2 separate regions of the Mus musculus genome follow, and region 1 is linked to region 2. The links are chromatin contacts, called in public targeted proximity ligation maps. All regions are on one chromosome and are shown on one strand. The core of a region is the stretch at or near the end of the contact, and the rest is flanking DNA. Distances in the headings are between cores, read along the strand shown. Region 1 holds the start of Macrod1 (mono-ADP ribosylhydrolase 1). Region 2 holds the start of Rela (v-rel reticuloendotheliosis viral oncogene homolog A (avian)).

Region 1 (3,317 bases), core at 716-3,215, 1.4 Mb after region 2:
ACCAGCTGATTGTGGGCAAGTACTGACTGTCTCCTGGATGCTGACGGGGCCCGGCGTAACCACAGCCTGGGAAATGGTAGATGGAGAACCAGAGAGCATGGTCCACACCACATGAAAGACAGGAGCAGCCTGGGCTCACTGCCAGGCTGCTGGAGGATCTACAGGAAGGGCCCGTGACCTCTGGAAAATCCTGGGACAAGCTCCCTTAGAGCTTCCAGGAAGGGATGAAGCCAGAGGCATGCAATTCTGGTGACTCACGTCAGATTCTTGTCTCAGAAATAAGCTGAGAAATCTGCATTGTTTACGTTGCCAGGTTGGTGGTGAGGTTTCAATAGGAGGGTCGTTCGCTTTGCTCTCTCTCCTTTTTGTTTTGTTTCCCAGGAACTAAATCTTTATTTGTAAAGTTTAGGGAGCAAGGCCTGGAGAGATGGCTCAGATATTAAGGTTCACAGTAACAATTTCTAAAATTTTTTTTAATGTGTTTGGGTGTTTTCCAGCCTGTGTGGCTGTGCACTACTCCATGCAAGGCCAGAAGAGGGCGTGGCATCCCTTGGAACTGGAGTTACAGAAGATTTTTGAGCCACCATGTGAGGGCTGGAAATAGAATTCTGGTCCTCTGGAACAGCAGTCAGGGATCTTAACTGCTGAGTCATCTCTCCAGCCCCGGGATTTAAATCCCTCCCCCACCCCCGCTTTCTTTTTAAATAAAAATGTAGAGTCTCACTGGGTAGCTCTGACAACCAGCTCTCAGGTAGGCCAGGCTGGTGTGGAACTGAATATGAAGTAGTGGCTAACCGGGAACAGGTTACAGGCATATGTCATTATGGAATATGAGGAAAAAAAAAATTAGCCGGGCAGTGGTGGCGCACGCCTTTAATCCCAGCACTTGGGAGGCAGAGGCAAGCAGATTTCTGAGTTTGAGGCCAGCCTGGTCTGCAGAGTGAGTTCCAGGACAGCCAGGGCTACAAAGAGAAACTCTGTCTCGAGAAGAAAAAAAAAAAACAACAACAACAACAACAACAACAACAAAAGAAAAGGAGAAAAATAAAGAAGAAAAAAATTATCCTTCTTAGGTCACTACTCTAGTGTTTCTATACACCCACATTTATAGATCCATATTCTCTCTCCTTTTCTCCTTTTTTTTTTTGGTTTTTGGTTTTTGAAGACAGGGTTTCTCTGTGTAGCTCTGGCTGTCTGGAACTCTCTGTAGACCAGGCTAGCCTCGAACTCAGAAATCAGCTTGCCTCTGCCTCCCAAGTGCTGGGATTAAAGGCATACGCCACCACTGCCCGGCTCTTTTTTATATTGATTGTTAGACTGACCTATTGACTGAGACAGGGTCTTGCTATGTGGCTGCCTTGTAAGTCAGGCTGATCCTAAACTTTCCTAAGATCCTCCGCCCTCACCCTCTGGAATGCTGGATTGTAAGTATGCCTTACCATGCCTATTTGACACCTAGGTTTCTTCCTGTCAAATCTCACTAATGTCTTGTGAGCTGCTGTGGAATTCAGTCGGCGCTGCTTGGCTCTTGGAGCTTAAGGGAGGTCGAGCTCTTCAGAAAAGTTGCCCCACCCTAACACATAGGTCCGCGGCACCTATCACCCCCGCCCCACCTTGGCAGGCTGGAACGTGCAGCTGCTGTGGATCAGAAGCAGAGCTGGGTGATGCGGAGGCACCAACACAAGTCCAGGTCTCTCTATGCCTACAAAACACGCGATAGGACCGAGTTTACTTATGAGCCACGGCAACTAGGCGGAAAGAACTAGAAGCCGACTTGGCGGGAAAACCCACGCACGGAGTGCCTTGTCGAATCACCGAGCTTCGGAAGGTTGGCTGCAGCCACACTCGGGAGGACACAGACAGGCTGGGTGCGCACGTGTGTGCTACCAGTGCGTGAGCGCAGTGGGCCGGGACGGAACTACAAGTTCCAGGGTGCCCAGCGGCGCGCCGCCCGCGGTCTCTAAGCAGGTCGCCACGGGCTGGCACGCGCCACTCTCGTCCCAGAGTAAATAAGGGACCGAGCGCGACTCTCCGGAGCACCGTAAATAGAGTCCGAGTGGGCGGGGAGCCGCCCGGCACCGCCTGCTCATGTCGCTGCAGAGCCAAGTGTCCGGCCGCCTGGCACAGCTGCGCGCGGCGGGGCAGCTGCTGGTCTCCCTGCGCCCCTGGCCCGGCCGCTCGGCGGGTGGCCCGCGGCCCCGTGGCAGTGCGTGCGGTCCCCTGGTGGCACTGGGCGAGCACGGCTACTGCGCGTGGCTCTCGGCGGGAGTTGGGGCGTGGGGGGCGGCGGGGCGTGGAGCCTGGGTGCGCACCTGGGCCCCCCTGGCCATGGCCGCGAAGGTGGACCTGAGCACCTCCACCGACTGGAAGGAGGCCAAATGTAAGTGTGAGCGCAGGGCGTGGGTCTCCCCGGCCGAAAGGCACTCCACGAGCAACTGAGACACTCGGGAACCCCTTTAGCCCACATCCATACCCAGCTCCTACACCAGGTTACCCCTTGACTAAACGAGTGGGGAAGGCGGCCTTACCTCAGCAATGGTCCCAGGTAGTCCACACCCCCCACACCCCCAGATCCTCTGGGATCTGCCACCTTCCTCCATGCATGCACAGGAGGGAAACTGAGGCTTAGGGCCAGAGTTCACTTCCCCAAGGTCAGGCTGGGAGTGTGCAAAGGCAAAGTGTAGAAGCTTGGCCTATCAGGTAGGGTCAGGTAGCCCCAAGAATGGCAGCTCGGGGGCCTCTCTGGGAGTATGGTAGGTGCCCGTTTTGCCCTCCTGCTGGCTTCTGGCCCCTTGCCAGCACTTTGCTCCTTCTTGAGGGACTGGGATCATAGAACTTGGAGAGCAGGCTGACATCGGGCGTGGGCTTGTGAGAATCACTGACTCCCTCAAGAATGAAAGTATTTCTCCTCCTGGACGGGCATGCCAGGAAGGGGCCACGGGTCCCGGACGACCTAGTCGCTAACTGGAATGCAAAGTGCAGAGCCCCAAATAGCCCTGAGTGGCAGTCCAGCTGCCCCTGCCTTTCAGCGCCAGTGCTTCCCTTATTATTCCGGGCCGATCCTCCTCCCAATGAGCGGCTAAGGCCATTGGCTGGGCTGCTAGTGGGCGTGACCATGGGGGCTGGGTCAAGCGGGGTTGAAGGTAACCTCAGATTGGTTCCTTTTTAGAAAAGAGAGCTCTCCCTTGTTGCAAGTCTGCCCAGGATCCTAAAGCACTTGACAGTCTTCTTTGGGAGCAATCAGAACTTGCCACTCCCTCAACCTTGGCCGGGAGTTGCGGGGCTCGTCCAGAATTCCAGCAGAGGGAGTTAGTGTT
Region 2 (3,366 bases), core at 172-2,671:
TTTATTTTTGTATATATGTGCACATGTGAATGCAGTTGCTCTCAAGAGCCCAGAACAGTGTGAGGTCTCCGGAAGCTGCAGTTACAGTTGCTGATAACTGGACTCTGGTCTTCTGCAAGGGCATTATCGACTCTTAACTGATGGGCCATCTCTCCAGCCTGCAACCATCCTTTTTTAAAGAGCATCTTCTGTAGTTCTGGATGGGTTCAAACTATGTAGAGGAGGATGACGTTGAACGTCTGACCCCATGAGCGCTGGGATTACTGGAGCATCCTGGAGTCAGAGATCAAATCCCAGCTTCCTGCAACGTTATGCAAAAACTACTGAGTTCTCATTTCTAGCCTTTACTTTTTAGTAAGGACGCTGGTATTCATATTAACTTAAATTGTAACTATATGTGTTTTTACAAGTGGTTCATGTGAGGACCAATGATGGCTGTGTGCCATTAATTGGAGATTATATTCATTCTGTCGCCTTGACATCCGCCCTCGCAAAATATTAAACTGCTTTTTCTAATCTGCGCCAAGTGAGAAACTGAAATGAGTGGGAGGGGCGTAACTATTTTCACTTTTGTCTTCCTGTTTTTTTCAGAGCCTGGGAAAGCAATTCAGAATTTCCAATCTTTTCCAATTCCCACATGATTTCCTAATTTAGAGAAAATAAGTCTTTCTCTGAGTGCTGAAACCTCCTGTGGCCCGGGAGGCGCCTCCTCCTTCTGGCATAGTGGAGGCAGCCTGATGTGTTGCGTCCTCCGGCCAGAGTCCCCACACTCAATCTGCACACCTGCCCTTGGCTTAGATGGCAATTTTTGCTCCCTACAAACGCTTTCCTCATTGGAGCCTGGACTCCTGGGAGGCCTTGAAGGAGATGTTCACGGTGTGACCCTAGCTGGTTCCGGAGATCCCTAAAGATCTAAACCTTAGCAGACAGCACCTATGTGTGCAGACGAAGCCCTGGGGCTCTTCCAGCACTCATGGCTCTCAGGGACTCTTAGAGGTACAGGTGTCTGCCTAGTCCTCGGTCTGCCCCTCTACCCTAAGGCCTGTCGGATGCAGCACGCTCGCTCCGCGAAGCACTCCTGCGCGCAGCCGGATCTAGGTTGGGGAGCATGTGGCCCGTAGCACGCGGGTCCCCAGAAGGCCCCTGCACGCTTAGGAAAACGTGTGGAATTCAGTCACTGGCCTCCGCGGGAGCAGCAGGCCTGGGCCTCTCCCTGCGCAGGGCGAATGGCCGCAGCCTGCCACCAGCCCTGGCTCGGCTCCAGTCCCGGCCAGGGTGACATCACCAAACTCCTGAGATCAGAGCGGGGCGGGGAACGGGACCCGAAATCCCCTAAAAACAGAGTGAGTAATCGCGGGCCCGCCCTCCAGGCGGGGCCGGGAACGGGACCGGGACCCCGAGCGAGCCGCGCTGCGGAGCTTGTAGTCGGGCCGGCCTCGGGACAAACAGCCTCGGCGTCCTCCCGCCGCGCTGCGGTGTCCCCGCCCGCGCGCCCGCCGCACACCTTCCGCGCCCAGCGTGAGTCGCGCACCTGCTCTCGGCCCCCCACGCGCGGCGGTGGCGGTGGCGGCGGCTCAGCGCGCAGGCGCGGCCGGATTCCGGGCAGTGACGCGACGACGGGCGCGCGCCGCGCATTTCCGCCTCTGGCGAATGGCTTTACTTTAGCGCGCCGTGGGCTCAGCTGCGACCCCGGCCCCGCCCCCGGGACCCTGACCATGGACGGTGAGGCTGCCCTCTGGCTCGGGGGATGGCTGCCCTAGAGCTCCGGGGCCTGCGGCGGAATCTCCCCCCTCCCCGCGCCGTCTTCCGCCCCTTTCTGCGCCGCGGGTTGCTGCGCAGGGAGCGGCAGGCCGGATGGTGGCACGGGGCGGGGCGGGCTGCGAGGGGGTCTGACTCAGTTACCCCTCTCAGTGGAGGGCGCCTTGACTCAGTGTCCCTCCTGGGTGGGGGTACGGGTGAATCTTGACTCCGTTTCCTCCGGCTCCCCCCACCCCCGTGTCGATGCGATTAGTTCTGGCTTCCTTTCCGTGTAAGGAAGAAAGTATCTGACTCAGTTTCCCCAGAAGAGGAGAGGAGGGTATTACCCCCTCCTCAGTGTCACTTATGAACGTAAAACAGGCACTGACTCAGTTTCCCCTGGCAAAGGAATGCCTCTGTGTCCCCTTTCTCTAGTTCCCCGGCCTCTGTCAGGGCAGGTTTCAGGGTCTTGGCTCAGTTTTCTTGGAAGGGAGGGAGCTTGGCTCTGTCAGGCCTTCGCAGGTGAGGGTGGGCACTGGAGTTTATTGACAATGTGCCTTGTCTTTCCCTTTCAGATCTGTTTCCCCTCATCTTTCCCTCAGGTAAGTTGGACCATCCATCCTCAGTAGTCAGGGGCTGTCCTGGAGTCGGGGCCGTGGGGATAGCACCTGATGGCTGACTGTGTCACCCACAGAGCCAGCCCAGGCTTCTGGGCCTTATGTGGAGATCATCGAACAGCCGAAGCAACGGGGCATGCGATTCCGCTATAAATGCGAGGGGCGCTCAGCGGGCAGTATTCCTGGCGAGAGAAGCACAGATACCACCAAGACACACCCCACCATCAAGGTAAGCAAGAGCCCCCAGGGGTGTCGCTGGGACACAGATGTGGTGGAACGCACTGTGCAGCCCCAGCAGACTTGCCTCCTGGTCACCGTGCCCTGTGTCTAAGAGCCAGATTAGGGATTGCTGGCCACTAGAGTACTCTGTACTTTGGACAGATCAATGGCTACACAGGACCAGGAACAGTTCGAATCTCCCTGGTCACCAAGGATCCACCTCACCGGCCTCATCCACATGAACTTGTGGGGAAGGACTGCCGGGATGGCTACTATGAGGCTGACCTCTGCCCAGACCGCAGTATCCATAGGTGAGTTCCCTATGGGCTGGGGGTGGTGTGAGGGCAGGGTAGGAGCAGGCCGGCCAGGCAGCTCTTACAGTGTTGCTCTTTTCTAAACACAGGCAGAATCCAGAGTTCTTAACTCTGTCTCCAGTTTGCAAACAGACCTCCTTTGTCTTGAATTCTCTAACAGTTGGGAACTCCTTATCTTCTTAGAGCCACAAACCCTATGGCTGGACAGGCCAGCCTCTTAGCCTCTTGGATCAGAAAGATATCCAAATGGACCCTCCTAGAGCTTAAATACCAGTTGGTAAAACCAGGCGATAATTGTACAGACAGATAGACGAGATACTGGTAGAGAATTATAACTTCCATGATGGAAAGAAAACACAGTTATAAATTAGGAGGAGGAGTCTGGTCTCAGGAAGCTCAAGCTGGCCTTGAACTCGTTAGGGTTCCCCTGCCTCCTCTTCTCAACTCCAGGGGAATAGGCATGTAGCACCGTGTCCTGC

What was found.
Region 1: a targeted proximity ligation map of pancreatic cancer cells shows a contact between it and region 2. A contact is called at or near these places in 1 of 39 promoter capture datasets (liver) and 1 of 130 datasets of targeted methods (pancreatic cancer cells).

What each region holds. Positions count from the first base shown.
Region 1 is chr19:7,054,803-7,058,119 of GRCm38.p6, forward strand. It overlaps Macrod1 (mono-ADP ribosylhydrolase 1), which reads left to right and starts at 1,966. Exons shown (of 11, transcript NM_134147.4): 1 at 1,966-2,380. The coding sequence starts at 2,089.
Region 2 is chr19:5,636,120-5,639,485 of GRCm38.p6, forward strand. It overlaps Rela (v-rel reticuloendotheliosis viral oncogene homolog A (avian)), which reads left to right and starts at 1,422. Exons shown (of 11, transcript NM_009045.5): 1 at 1,422-1,722; 2 at 2,313-2,339; 3 at 2,432-2,583; 4 at 2,736-2,884. The coding sequence starts at 1,716.